2 separate regions of the Sus scrofa genome follow, and region 2 is linked to region 1. Evidence: chromatin contacts called from public HiChIP or PLAC-seq data. All regions are on one chromosome and are shown on one strand. The core of a region is the stretch at or near the end of the contact, and the rest is flanking DNA. Distances in the headings are between cores, read along the strand shown.

Evidence for each region. HiChIP or PLAC-seq counts read pairs in DNA pulled down with a chosen protein or histone mark.
Region 2: a contact with region 1 is called in an H3K27ac HiChIP or PLAC-seq map of alveolar macrophages. The contact joins the enhancer-like site here to the promoter of PHF12 in region 1. A contact is called at or near these places in 3 of 5 promoter capture datasets (fetal liver, liver and skeletal muscle), 18 of 47 Hi-C or Micro-C datasets (brain, embryonic fibroblasts, epiblast stem cells and 11 more) and 2 of 2 datasets of contacts at active chromatin or transcription factors (alveolar macrophages and skeletal muscle).

Annotation. Positions count from the first base shown.
Region 1 is chr12:45,171,222-45,178,483 of Sscrofa11.1, forward strand. PHF12 (PHD finger protein 12) reads right to left here and starts at 3,534. Exons shown (of 16, transcript XM_005656997.3): 1 at 3,432-3,534; 2 at 2,861-3,280; 3 at 2,032-2,213. The coding sequence starts at 2,926. SEZ6 (seizure protein 6 homolog) reads right to left here. Exons shown (of 19, transcript XM_021067505.1): 19 at 7,071-7,262.
Region 2 is chr12:45,384,360-45,391,570 of Sscrofa11.1, forward strand. It overlaps LOC106507969 (a long non-coding RNA gene), which reads right to left. Exons shown (of 4, transcript XR_002337281.1): 4 at 3,687-6,153. Among named protein-coding and RNA genes, the nearest start is that of TIAF1, 49 kb to the left of the region's middle. Within about 2 kb of position 4,347, at least 14 of the 83 cell types and tissues checked have an H3K27ac peak or open chromatin away from gene starts, as enhancers often do. A contact at or near this core is called in alveolar macrophages, fetal skeletal muscle and skeletal muscle, where this site is marked.

The DNA of each region.
Region 1 (7,262 bases), core at 2,284-4,783:
ACTATAGAGGTAAAACATTAACCCACATTTTATTTATTTTTCTTCCTTTTTTTGGCCACGCCCACAGCATTCAGAGGTTCTGGGACCAGGGACTGAACCTAGGCCACAGCAGTGACCTGAACCATAGCAGTGACAACACCCGATCCTTAACCCACTACATCACCAGGAACTGTTTAACTCAAATTTTAAACCAAGAAGTCTACTATTCAGTCTTAGTATCTATCAAATGAGCACAATAAAAAATGTAAACAACAGGGACTAACTGGGTACGCAAATACAACCCGTTCGAATACAAATCTCTTCTGTGCTCAAGAACAACACAGGAAACTTGACAGATTTTTTCTTTCCAGGTGGATTACACCTATTAGGCTGCAAAGGCTAAAAACCACAGACCCTTCCTGCTAGTATTAGTCACTTCATAACAAAAATTTTAAGCCAAAGCTTCCTTCCGGATAATCGTTTTTGTCCCTGCAACACTGCAAGCCAAGATGGGGTGCCCTCCTGGGCAAAAGAACCCTGTGAATGGTAATGAGAGTTTCATACATAACTTCTGACCACAGACTTAATTTGCCCAGTATCACTTATCTGTCTAATAAGTGTTCCAAAACCAGCAATTAGTACAAATATAAAGCAGGCACTATTCCACCAACCGAGAGAGAGAATGTAAGTGGAACTGTGCAGAGTGCTTATGGAAAACCTCTTTTTTAAAACAACAACAACAACAACAACAAACCCAGAGAGCTAAAAAAGGCAACGCAAAAACGGGTGGGAACAAATACAACAGCCCCTCTCCTTCCCGCTCTCTCTCCAGCCATCTCCTCTCACCAAGGTCTGCTTTAGTATACTGCTGCTGAACAACAGAACAAGACTCATTAGAACAAGATGCAATCGGGGTACCGGCGCAAAGGTGGGATTATTTTTTTGTGGAGGGCGGTGGAGATTTCTCCAGGCAGAAGCTGGAGTGTAAACTCTGCTTGGCCGGATTGTTCTGGGCTGAACTGCAGAGGAGGATCAAGCAACGGGCGACCAACCCTAGTCCTTCCCTCCCTCTTCAGTCTCTCCCCTCCCCTCGCTTTCAGTCGGGAGGGGGTGGGAAGCGCACAGCTTTCCAGCTCTCCGCTCCTTAAAACGCTCTCGCGGAGCCACCGCACATAATCCTGCCCCGGCAGCAGAGAATTTTGCAGCGAAGGGTTCGCCGATCCGGAGCGGAGAAGTGAAATCCGCGCCCAAGGGCAATTTTAATTGTCTAACCCGGCCCGATTTCCTAAGAGGCGGCAGCGCGGGGAGGGGAGGGAAGAGGGAGGCAGCTCCGAGAGGCAACAGGGGGCAAGCGGCGGCAGAGAAAGGGGACCAAAGCGGCAAGATCTCAGCCCCGGCCCCGGAGAAGCTTCTGCAGAAAGGACTCCGAGGCTACCACCACCGTTCCCCGGGAGACGTTTGAAAATCATATATGCAGCCAAAATGGCGCTGAGAATAAAAATATAATTTAAAGGCAGGTCGCCATATTGTAAACAGAGAGGCACAGAAGAGGCGGACTCGAGAGACACCCTCCATGATTTCTTCCACGGCCCAGAGCGCCCGGGCGCCGGGTCCGGCGGGCCTGGACCAGGGCGGCCAAGGGCTCCTGCGCACCCACCCCGAGGACAGCCCAGCCCGGCAGCAGCCCGAGGGCGGCGGGCGCGCGGGCAGGAGAGCGGCGCAGGGCCCGGAGCTCCTCCCCTTCCTCCCCCGCCACCGCCGGCCGAGCCCTGCCGGCTCGGTCCCGGCTCCCCAGCGACTTCCAATCCCAGATGGGGCTCTCCTCACTCCTCCCAACCCCCACCTCGGGGTCCGGACCCACCGCTGCTCCTCCCCCTCGAACGGCCGGATCCGGGCAGCACCTGGGGGCGGGGAGGCGCTCGCCCCAGCGGCTGCAGAAAGTCAGCTAGCGGCTGCAAACGCCCGTTATTTCGGCAGGCTGGGGTAGGCCGGGTGAAGGAATGTGCCGAGAAGGGTCCTTCAAGGGGCTACAGAGGGGTCCCCAGACCTTACCAGCACTGGAGGTGGAAGGCGGCCGGGCAGTGATCACAGCACAGGAGATCCCCCCCTTCTTTGCAGCTATCGCAGCTGTCGTGGTTGGTGGCCCTGCCGCTTCTCCGGGGCTCCTTCTCTGGCTTCCGACTCCGCTTTTCTGCCTCGTCCGCCTTGGGGGGAGCCAGCAGAGCCTGGATTTGCTGCACACACATACAAATGGCGTGTGTGCACACTCGGAGCTCCCGGGCGGTCCGTCGCCCCCCCGGCGCAGCTTCTCTGTCACCCACCCTTCTCCCCCCTTTTGTCCTTCTTCCTCCCATCCAGGCTGCTCCCAGAACCTCTCAGCCCCCGGAACAGGGGAGCCCACCCTAACCGCGTTCCTGCAGCACAACAACGAGAACGGCTTCTTCCAAATGGGGAGGATCAGGGTAGGGGGGATGGGGAGAGGGTGTGCGGTTCCCTTCTCGCCACTTCCTTGTATGGACAGTGGGGGACTCCAAAGCGAGGCTCGGGAGAGGCCTGAAGCTCGGTACCCGGACGTGCTGGGGGAAGCACAAAGGGGCCGACAAGAAGGGGGTGGGGAGGCCCGCCGGTGCAACGCGATGGAGTGGGTTGGCGCTTCGGGAGAGCGAATCGAGGGCGGCGGGTAGGTGAAACTGCTGCAAACGTCCTCGGCGGCTGAGCTCAGCCCCCCGAGTTGCAAAGATGGGAGGGAGCGTCTGGGTGAGAAGAGCCCCCCCCCTTCCCCGGCCCTCTTGCGCTGCGAGCTCAGGACCGGCTTTGTGGGGCGGAGGGCGGAGGTTCTCTACTGGCGCTAGGGAAAAGAAATGAGGAGGGCCACTCTTACCTCCATCAGCCCCCCCGACGTGTCCAAGTCGTACACGATCGTCTTGGTCTCCATTTTCTCCCACATTCATCCACCTCCCGGGCTGGGCGCTCTCTGCTCCGGCCCCCCCAACCCCGGGGGGAGGGGGTAGCGGGGGGAGGGGGCGCTCCTGACCCCGGCCCCCCTTCTTTTTTACCAACACGGGTCCCGACTTCTTCGCCCTGGCTCCCCCCACCCCCCGGCCCCCAGTCCCCGGGACGACAGCGTCCTCCCACGGGCCGTGAGGGGGAGCGGCCCCTCAGCCCCGGCCCGGCGGCTGGCTGCACGGTGGGTCCCGGCTCCGGGGGTCAGGCCTCGGCGGGGCCTAGTCCCACAGGCTAAAGCCGGCGCTGGCGACCGCTGGTCCGGCCGGGAAGGCTGGCGGGCGCTGCCATCCCGGGGCTGGGGGGATCGGAGGGGGGGTGAGAGGTTAGGTGAGGTTGTGGTACGTGAGGTGACTGCGGGGAGGGTGATGGGGGGTGGTCCCCGGGCTCCGCCTCTCGCCGCTGCCGCCGTCTGCGTCCCGGCTGCCGCGCACTTGGCGCAAACTTACCGCGAGCGCCCGCAAAGCCACCCGCGCAGGCGCCCCGGGATCGCCGCTCGCCGCGCGCAACCGCAGTGACAGCCGGCGGCCGGGCTCCCGCGCAGCCGCAGTGAGGGGGTACCCCCCAGCGCGCAGCCGCGCTGGCATTCGTCTGGAGCACCGAAGCCCCGCCTTTCTGCCCTGCGCCAGCGTACTGAGGTAAAAGGGCGGGACCTGAGGTCTCGCGCAGGCGCCTGGGCGAGCTGGTAAGGGTCATAGCGCAGCCGCAGGAACAGGAGGACCCTTCATCCATTGGAGTTTGTGAATAGCCCAAGAGCACCCGGTTCCCGCGCAGGCGTGTTAAGGATGCTCCCCTCTCGCCCCACAACAACGCAGCCGGCTCCCGCGCAGGCGTGTTGTTACCTGTAGGCCCTCACAAGAGTGCTTATACTTTCGCCATTTTGGTAATGATATATAGGCTATCGTGTCCTTGGAGTCCTTAGGCATGAACAGAAAGGAGCAAAGTGTAGTGCTGGCTGGACTGATAGGCCGTACTCCTAAGGATGTCGTACTGGACTGTCAGGTTCCAGCGTCAGGTGTGGCTGGACCAGGCGCCATATTGGTAAAGATAAAAGAAAAGCCATTGCAACGGAAAACGATGTTTTCGGTGTCGGGTTGGATGGCTACTGTTCCCAATTCCCTCCCGATCCCGACAGTAAATTTTAGCTTGAGCATGCTTGCCTTTGCTAGTGATGGCACCATGGAGAGCTCTCCGTTACGACTTGACCACTATCTCTGAGAACCACTCTCCGAAAGGAAGCCAAAAGCGAAGTTTGTAATGCTGACAACGCCCAGCTACCTGCCTACTGTGGACTTCAATTCCCAGTTTGCAACGCGCAAAGGGGCCAAAGGGCGAACGGGAGCGCATTGCACCCTGGAAGCAAGAATCGCGATGGGTCTGGTGGATTGTGGGAGCCGTAGTTCCATGTGCGTGCGATGCAGTGTGCAGTAGGATGAACTGGGGGAAGAGTGATTTGCCTGCCCGGAAGAGATACTTTTTATAGCTTCAGTGTGGTATGCTGGGATTTGTAGTCTGAAGGCCTCACTGAAATTCTGGGCAGGACTTCAGCTCCCTCCTCTGTGATCGCCCTCCCCTTGGTCTCATCTTCGGAGATGGCCTGTTGTCTCTGCCTGACTGTTGATGGAGCGAAGGAGAAGGGAGTGGCATCATTGTGCCTGACACTAGGCATTTAGTTGGCGTTTTTACCAGATATCCTGGGCAGGTAGCCTGGTTCACTTTTGATGTTAAGGTATCCTTAGCATTCTCAGAAACCTAAAACTGGAAAGGGTTTAAAGAGCATCTGTATTAATCCCCTCATTTCCAGAGGCACAGAGAAGAGTAGTGATTTGCATATTTCACATAATGCATTTATGGCAGACCTAGGAATGAAAAAGATTTGATTCCCAAGTTAGGACACTATCTATCTGCCTGTGAGGAGATGCTGCTTCTTTTGGGATGATAAAGTGGATAGGGTAAGGATGTCCATATGTGGTCTTAGGTTTCTGTTTCTCTGACTTTCCTAATGATCCTGTTGGTGCCTGGAAAGAACACTAAGGTCCTGGGCCTTATTGATCAAAGGATATGTAGATCGGCCCTTTCTGTCCTCTACCAGCCTCAGCAAACAAGAATTTTTTTGTCTTTTAGGGCGGCACTCCCAGCATGTGGAAGTTCCCAGTCTAGGGGTAAAATTGGAGCTGTTGCCACTGGCCTACACCACAGCTACAGCAATGTGGGATCTGAATCCTACACTGCAGCTCCCAGCAAGACTGGATCCTTAACCCAGTGAGCAGGGCCAGGGATCAAACTTGCATCCTCATGGATGCTAGTCGGGTTCGTTACCACTGAGCCACAATGAGAGCTCCCAAACAAGACTCAATGATTGTGGGCCAGAGATGTGGCCCTCAGAGAGAGAGGAGGGGAGAGCTAGAAGTATGAAAGTGGCTGAACCTCATCCCTTCTGAGGCTGTATTTCACACCCTCACAAATGGATACATCATGTGCCCTCACCGCCCTGGCTTCCTTCCTATTGCTCAGGGCCCAGCTGTGCTGCTGTGTCAGCCTGAAGGTATTGTGGGGCAGATAAGTAAGCCAGTGGCACATGCCCAATGAGCAAGGCCTTGCTTTGATCAATACCATCATTGCAGTTAAGAACAGAAATAGGCATTAGTGGGCTAATGAGGAAAGTAACACTTGATCTGTTGACAAGTGCCAGAGAAACTAATCACATCACACACCTTCCTCTTAGAACTTGGAGGGTAAGGTCCCATTGGGGCCAGTAGTTGTGCCACCTTGGAGAGCTCCAGCCCTGGCTATTCAAGGAGGATAAAGGGAGAACAAGCAGATGGGATACAGATGCCTTAGGAAGTGACCTCTTGTGGCTAATTTAGGCACTGCATTCTGATGGACTGGAGCCTCACCTCTTCAAGATGGCTTGTGGTAGAACCAGGAGGTGGGCGGCCATGAGTGGTCAAGCCATGAGTGGTCAAAACTTCCCTGTTGGAAGACTGTAGAAGTCCTGGTAGCTGATACTATTTCCTTCAGGGTTTTTGTCTTCTGGCTTCTTAGTGTCCATAACTCCTTGTTGCCTGCCTCTTGCTCTTATTCTGAAGAGCAACCATGCAGAGCACACCTCTTAGCATGGATGTGCTGGGGACCAAGACTGGGTAAACACATCTAAAAAGGTGCTGGGGGCCATAAGGAAGAGGCATAGAGGCTGAGAAGGACCAAACATGGCAAAATTAGGTAGATCCTCTTCAGCCACCTCCACGTCTTTCTGGAGCCCATGGATACTCCTTTTACTAAAATAGGAGCCAAGCCCTTACAGTGCATTGCTTCTGTGCCTAACATCCTGGATGTTCCCTGCGGCCAAGACGAACTAGGGCCTCATATTCAGAGGTTCAGTCTCTGATTTCTCTTCCAATTTCCTAAGCCTTGTTAGCTGGGAAGGAAGTAAAAGGAGAGAGGCATCAGCTTCCTGGGCTTTTTTTTTTTTTTTTTTTTGTCTTTTTAGCTATTTCTTGGGCCGCTCCCACGGCATATGGAAGTTCCCAGGCTAGGGGTCCAATCGGAGCTGTAGCCACCGGCCTATGCCAGAGCCACAGCAACGCGGGATCCGAGCCACGTCTGCAACCTACACCACAGCTCACAGCAACGCCAGATCGTTAACCCACTGAGCAAGGGCAGGGACCGAACCCGCAACCTCATGGTTCCTAGTCGGATTCGTTAACCACTGCGCCACGACGGGAACTCCTTCCTGGGCTTTTTTAGCAATACAGTGGCTTTGAGGAGGGCCTGGGGGATGTGTGCCAGTCTGTAGTTCTAGACCTAGAAAAGAGGAGGAAATGAAGCATTTGGATGGATGAGCATTGTGGTCCTAGGTTCCCACACCCCTGTGGCACCAGCCGTGGAGGCCTCTCATTTCGCATGCCATCCATTGCACTGACCTTTTTGGGAGAGTAGTCTCTGAAGCATTGGTGTGTAACTTTTTTTGATAAAATCTAGTGATAATCAGTTGGTAGGTCCAGCATGCCTTCTGGTTCTAAAATCCACATCCTATTTATCTTCCACTGCCTTTCCCTCCAAGAAAGCATCATCTACCAGGCCATTGCTTTTTTTTTTTTTTTTTTTCAAAAACACCATTTTAATAAGGAAACAACAGAAATAGAAGATTGTTCTCTGGCTGGAGCCCAGACCCCATATAATACATTCCATGTACAAAGTGGCCTGCAGCCAGCTCCTGGGCCTCTCCCTGGGACTCTCTGATCCCCTGTTCCATGTCAAACTTCTGGGCCCTTGAACTT
Region 2 (7,211 bases), core at 3,097-5,596, 210 kb after region 1:
GGAGAGACTGTAGACCTATGTGACTCCCACTCGACACACAGAGGCGCTGAGAGGCTGAGGTCCCATCAGAGTGAGGGGCTGGGGATGGGACGTGAACAGGGGCACCCTGACCTCAGAAATTCTTTCTTTCTTTTCTTTTTTTTTTTTTTTTTTTTTTTTTTTTTTTGTCTTTTAGGGGCCACACCCATGGCATATGGAGATCCCAGGCTAGGGGCTGAATTGAAGCTGTAGCCGTCGGCCTACACCACAGCCACAGCAACGTGGATCAGGTCACTACTGTTACCTACACCACAGCTCATGGCAATGCTAGATTTTTAACCCACTGAGCGAGGCTAGGGATCGAACCCACGTCCTCATGGGTGCTAGTCAGGTTTGTTAACCACCGAGCCATGACAGGAACTCCCAGAAATTCTCTCTATCCTCGAACTAATCTGCTAAGACTCTGATCCTCAATTTGGGAGTCAGGCCTCAAGCTCACCCCGTGTAGCTGGGGACCAGGCCCCGACCCCCACGCAAGAGAGTGGAAGAACCACACGCAGCAGCTGGCAGGTCCCCAGGGACCTGGCGGTCGGTGGAGGAAAGCCATGCAGCCCTGCCCTCGGCACACGCCGGCCCAGTTTCGCAGGCATGCGGGGCTTGCTGGGAGCCCTGGGGAGCGGGAGCTTAGTGACACACTCAGGTACCTCCTGCTCCACACCAGGGGCCGGTGACTTGCTGGGCTGCAATCCAGTGAGTCCCGCCAGCTCTTCTGGCGGGGCCGGGGAACACGGTTTCCCTGGGGCTCCAGGCTTGGCTGGGGAGCCTGGCTTCTCTGAGGAGTCCACCAGCTCTGGGGAGACTGCTTTCCCTGGGGAGCCTGGCTCCTGGCTGGAGGGCTTCTCTCCCTTCCCGGGAGACTGCCTGCCACGCGGCTTGTGGTCCTTGCTGCGGCCGCGGGACATCAGGCTCCGCAGGCCCACGGAGAGCTCATCCTTGGCTGCCTCCTTCTTCGCTTCGGGCTTAGGCGGAGCAGGGGGAGCAGGAGGGGGAGGCGGCCTAGGACCAGAGGCTGCCTTTTCTCCCCTCTTGCCTCGAGCCGGCTGCTCGGGGGACCGGAGCCCTCTGCCCGGAGGCTCCTTGGCGATCCCAGGCTCCTCGCCAGGCAGCACCTTGCTCACCACCTTCCTCACGGCATTGGCCACCCTCTTCCGGGACAGGCCCTGGGCCTCCTCGCCCGGGCCCTCCGCTGAGGCAGCCCCCGGGCCGTTCATGGTGAGTGCGGATGCAGGGCTCTTGGCTCTCTGGGGAGTCTGTGAGGGGACAGGGCTGGTGGGAGGCTGAGGACTCCTAGGGGGGCCCCCGCTGTCCTTTGAGCTGCCCTCTAGCTACAGTCACACAAATACAGAGAGACATTAGCATCAGCCCGTGTCCCTCCCGCCCCCGCCCCACACAGAGGAAGTCAGAGGTGTGACCCCACACCTAGCTGGGGAACAGACCTTCCAGCCATCCGTCCAACAACACACAGCTCCAAGAGGCCTCCCCGGAAGCACAGAGCTATGGGAGGCCAGCGCAGGGTGCCCAGAGGCCCATGAGGTGCCCCAGAGTCCCTGACTTATATCAGGAAAGCAACCAAGCCCAGATCCAGGGACGCCCACTCCCTCACAGCCCAAACACAGCAGAGACGGAGCGTGGAGAGGTCCAACTCCAATTCCTACCGTCAGTCCCGGGCCTGACTCTGGGCCTTCCCGCCTTTGGGGTCCCTGGTCCTTCTCCCACCCGGTTTTCTGAGCAGTCAGACCCAGAGCCTGCCCATCCCAATGCCAACAATAGTTGGGATGAAATCCTTGGCCCCCAGGCGTGCCAAGCCCTCCCTCCCCACTCCTTTGGTCCTGACCACTGACTGCCCCTCACCCACACTCTCAAGAGCTGCAGAAACCCAGTGCTGGTCCAGGAAGCTTCCATCTCAGCCTGCTTTCTGCCAGTCTTCCTGCAGTTTCCCTGTGCAAACCTCTCGAAGCTGGAGGCCTCGCTCCTCCCAGCGTGTGCATGTGGAGTAACGGGAGGAAGAGGTGGCTGCTGCAGCACTCAAAGGGTTAAGCTCTCGAGCGACCACAGCTCCACTCTGCCTAGAGCTGGGGCCCTGGTTCAGCCAGCCTCTGGGCACCCAGGCGCCCACTAGAGAGGTTGGCACACTGCTTGGTGGGAAATATCTGTAGTCCCCAGGGGCTGCCACCAGGCAGGCCAGCCTGGCTAATGGCAGGACAGTTTCCTACAAAGCCAGCCACACTATCTGGGGGAGCAAGGTCAACTGGGGGCCACTAAAGAGCTGTGCTTGAATCCTTGTTCCCCTAAACAGTGACCTTGGTTCTAGGATGTACCTGGGTACTGAGCTGCATGAGGGGCTGGCTGCCATCTCTACTGAAATGCAGGAAGACGCTCAGAGACTAGACAGACTTCTCCAGCTGCCAGGTGGAGAGGTTGCCCCACGTCCTGAGCAGAATGGAGCCCAACACCTCCGCCCAGGCCTCGGCTGCAGGACGGCCCTGCTGCAGGGCTGGGGAGGGGAGGGCTTGAAGGGGCCTCTTCCTCAGCCTCCTGGGCCACGAGTGTTCAGTGGCGTGTCTGGGTCCCACTCCCCGCCCCGCCCTCTCTGGCTTCCCTGCCCCACCCTCGACCCGAGGCGATGATGCCCACGACCCTGACGCGGATCACCGTCACTGCCGGCCCTGCATGGAGCTTACTGTGTGCCGGGCAGTCTTATAAGCAATTCACACATAATTTCCCCCCAAACCTGGCATGCTCCAAGGCCCCTCCCTCACAAATCTCAAACATAACCCTCTGAAACCACCCTGGCCTTGCAGGACTATTTACGCATGTAGATCCACAACCCCTGGCTAATGAAATCTCCCCCCAAGGAGGCAGGGGGATGGGCACCATCTGGGGTGAGGAAGCCTGGGTCTGTTTTGTGATCTAGCTTTGTTCCAGAACCCTGGGCACTCCTGTCCCCTGTGCCAACAGTAGCCCCCCCGACCTACACCTCTCCGGGCCTGACTATTCTGGAGTTCTCTCCCCTCTCTTGCCCTAAAAGTGTCTGACATAATTCAGGGTCTCTGTCCCAAGGTGGAGTGACTCGGTGTGGGCTGGTGGCACTGTGTGGCTGGAGCCTGCCTCCAGGTCACCCGCACCGAGCAGCTGACGGGGTCTTGAGAAGAGACAGCAGCAGCTGCAGTGAAATCCCTCCCTACCCTTGTCTTATGCCACCGAGAGCAGGCCGAGGAGCCCCAACAGCTGAGCTCTTGTCTGGGGCTCCCTGTCTTCAGAGTCGGCCACTCAAGCCTCTCCAGCTCCAAAGAGTTCAGGAAACCAGAGCTACACATAGGAACTAAACAGGGGGGTTAGGGAAGGGTCCCCTACACGCCTTGGCATTGCCATCTCCTTCACACACCTGGGTGGGCATCACACACGCTGCCCTTTCTGTCACTCTATGGCATTCCTCTTGCCACCCCCCATGGGATGGGGCGCCCTGCTGGGCCTGCCTGCTCTGTGGAACTGCAGATGCTTGGGCTCATGAATACAACCCACCTAGACACACACACACACACACACGCACACACACGCACACAGTGTCGAAGAAGCACTTACAGCCCCTTCCTCCTTGGCAGGAGGGCCAGGCTTCGGCAGGCTTTGTCCTCCTCTTTAACCTGAGGGAGCAGACAAAGAAGTCACTGGCACGTCTGAGGTCAGGCTGGGGAGACCCAGCATGAAAAGCACAGAGAAAAACATCCAGGCAGAGAAGAGAGCTCCTGAGTGCTCAGGGCTGGGGCTACGGACGTGGGCAACGGATCGCTATCCTGGAGTCAAAGTTGTCCAGTGACAACTTCAAGGATGAAGAGTCTCTGTATGGGGCTAAAGCCTGGCACCCTTTGCCCCCAGTGACAAGCCATGTCGCCCACTGGGCTGTCTAAAGAGGTTCAACGTCATGACCTTGGTTACAGAGTGGACAGAAACGTCCAGCGAATTCAACTCAGGCTAAACTACAAGAGCATTCCCCGATCAGGCTAGGAGTGGGCTGAACAAGAGCCCCTGTCGTAGGGACTGAGGAGGGAATGACCCAGTGTGGGGGGCCTGCTGGGCCAGCAGAGCTCAGTGTCGGCTGAATGCGTGGCCCCACAAGCTGGCTCAGGCTTGCGTCTAGGTCCAGATGGGTTCCCTCCGCACAGAGCCTGCCCGGCCAGGCTACTGAGCTCTGGCTGGAGGCAGGAAGTGGGGAAGAGGCAGGGATTCAGGAAGCCAGATATGTTCCCAACCTCAGACCCACAAAACTCTACCAACCACACAGCTGAGGGAGGCAAGCCCACAGTTCGGGGCGGGGAGTAGAGGAAGGAAAGATGCCTGGACTCTGCGGTCTGAGCCCAGCCCGGGAGCTGGCTGGCCCGGGTCAGAGGCGGGGAGCAAGGTCAGGGGCAAGTGGCAGATACCATAATGCCTCTGGAAAAAGGACAGACAATGCAGCTGCTCAGATGGGTTTTTCAGTTCAGAGCCTGGCTCAGAACAGACCCAGAGAGCCAGGCCTCAAGTCTGGGACAGCCTTCTCCCTGCACACCCTCCCCAGCATCTTTCCCTCCAAAAGCCGAGGCGGCACCAACGGATTTCATTTCTCCTCTTTCCCAGTCACCCTGGGCTACAGGAAAAGGACGGGTCTGCTGCCAGCCCTGCCCCATCCTCGGCATGACTCCTTCCCAGCCCAGTGTGGGTAGGAGCCTAGGATGGAGTCCTTGATTCCTAATGGAAAAGACCCTTAGAAACTCGTCCAGAATCATTTTAATTATCCACCTGGGGGGACGCTCCATTTGTAATCAGGGTCCGGGCTAAGTCTGAGCTCTAATTAGTGGTGCCTGGGGCACGGACCAGCATGACGGCTACTGCAGTTCTAAAGCTAATAGCCCAGAGAGCTATTTTCAATGGGCTCAAGCTTCAAAGTTAGTTCACACTGGCATGAACAGAGGGGAAATGGCCATTATTCATCAGAGTGGACTCCACTACTTTAGAAACTGGGATTGGAGCAGAGAAAAGGCAGGGAGGGGCTGGTAGAGAGGAAAGGAAAAGGAGTGGGAGAGGCCAGGTCTGAGCCTCCTGCCCCCACAAAAGCCCACCCCTCCCGTCGCTCATCACACCGTGCATCAGCCCCCGGCACACAGGTTAGAGGGAGGGCAAGTGTTCACGCAGCACCCAGACACACGCATTACTGCACGCGGTGCTGTTAGCTCAGGCGCAGGGATGGCCCAGACTCCAAGTCCACTCCGTGTCCTCCACCCGCTCCAAATCTGTCCTCCTTCCAGTGGCTTGAGCGTGGGACTCCAAGGGTCTTACCCCTGTGGCGAGGCATTGGGGGAAGCACTGGCTGCCCCCTGAATTGGCTGGGACACCAGGCCCAGCTCTGAGCTCAGCTCTGGATTTAGCCTGAGGCTGACTCCCCGAGCCCTCCCCCGCCCGAAGGGTTCTTTCTGCTGTAGGTCACTGCCCAGCTGGGGACTGTTCACAAGACAGAGGCACGTCCAGGTCTACAGCCTGAATCACCCTCCGGACCCAGGCAGCCAACTGGCCTGGCTCCCCACTCTTGGCTTCTCTCCTCCTACCCATCACAGCCCCCCCAGACTCAGGCTGGCGGGGGGGACCCAGTTCCAAGGCCTCAGAGCCAAAGCCATTCCCGGTGGCCCCTTCATAGCAGCTCACATTCCCAGGGGTGAGTCAGAGCAGCAGTGGGGCGGAAAGGGTGTGGAGGGGTTAACGTGGAGGGGCACTGGGGGACAAAAGGCAGCTCAGCTTACCAGAGGTGGAGCCCAGGGGAGGAGCGTGACTCAGCGCGGGAGCCCATCCAGGCAGAAGAGTCTGTTCAGGGACCCCGGCCACTCTCCCCAGCCCCCAAATGCACACATGCCCAACCCGCCGCTGCCTTCCAAAGCTCGTGTGCACACAAGCCCGTCTCCTGCCTGCACACACCATGCCAAGCACATAGGAAGGGCATAAAAATTCTGAAATACAACTTTCCTTTTGCTCCCAGAAGGCGAACTTCGATGAAAAGGCCATGATGCCGAAAGTAGCCAACACCCTGGATCAGAGAAGGAATGGGGGGCGGGTCTCTCAGGGACTCGGAGTCCTCCTAAAGGCCACGACCTGCCGGGACAAACACTGTAGGCAACGGGGGAGAGGTGGGATGGAGTGGAGGGGAGGGATGACAGAGCTCAAAAGGTCAGAGAAGGAGTAAGGAATAAAATACTGCGGGAAAGAGAAGGCAAGGTGGGTACAGAACAGAGACCTTCCCGTCCTTGGAAGCCGTGTGCCATGAGTAAGTCCCTTCACCTCTTGGGCCTTCCTCTGCAGCATCAGGGGATGGGCCACTCCAGATAAGGGCTAAAGTCCTTTCCAGGTCTGGCACCCGAGGGGTCTGTGTGGGGAGAAGCACTCAAACCCTTAATTCAGTGAACCAAAGCGGTGGGCCTGACACCTGGCAGGGGATTAAGGAAGCTGCTCTAGGACTCCAGTAACTGCCTCTTACCTGCAACTCACCACCACCTGCCAAGGGCAAGCGGCCCAGATAACTGCACAGTGGCCCTGCCTGGGTGGGGGTGCGGTTTGAGCCTAGGGCTGGTCCTCTTGGAATTCAATGAGCAGAATCTGCCTCAGCCCAGGGAGAGGCTTCCATCTCAAGAATCTGTTCAAGTCAGTGGACTTTAAGAACCGGTTTGTAATTATTATTATTTATCATGAATTCACAGCAGAAAAAAACAGAGAATGCTTTGTTTTCACTGAATTATTTTTAATTTGCTCTGTTGCCTTTTCTAGCCTATTATCCAGTTCACATGCTAGACTTCAAGTGTGTTTGCTTGTAAAATCCATTTGTTCTTTGATGTCCTGCCCCAGCTTCCCTGAGTGTCCAGGGGGGAGCCCCCGGGCCCCAGGCTATGAGGACACCAGGCCAGTCACGCCGGGGCCTGTGCACCCACATCAGCTGTTCCTCGTGAGCATCGCTCTGGACACAAACGTGGGTTTTTCCCTGGAGCTTCTGTGCAGAATTGCCTGGATCTTTTTCCTCGCTTCCTTAACTAAGATTTGCTTAGGATTCAAGAATAACCTATCTTTGTCCAGGACGGAACAGGTAAGGAAGGCAGCCCCAAAGAAGGAGATGATGCCTCCACTCCAATCACCTCAGAGCGGAGAACTATGGGCCTGAG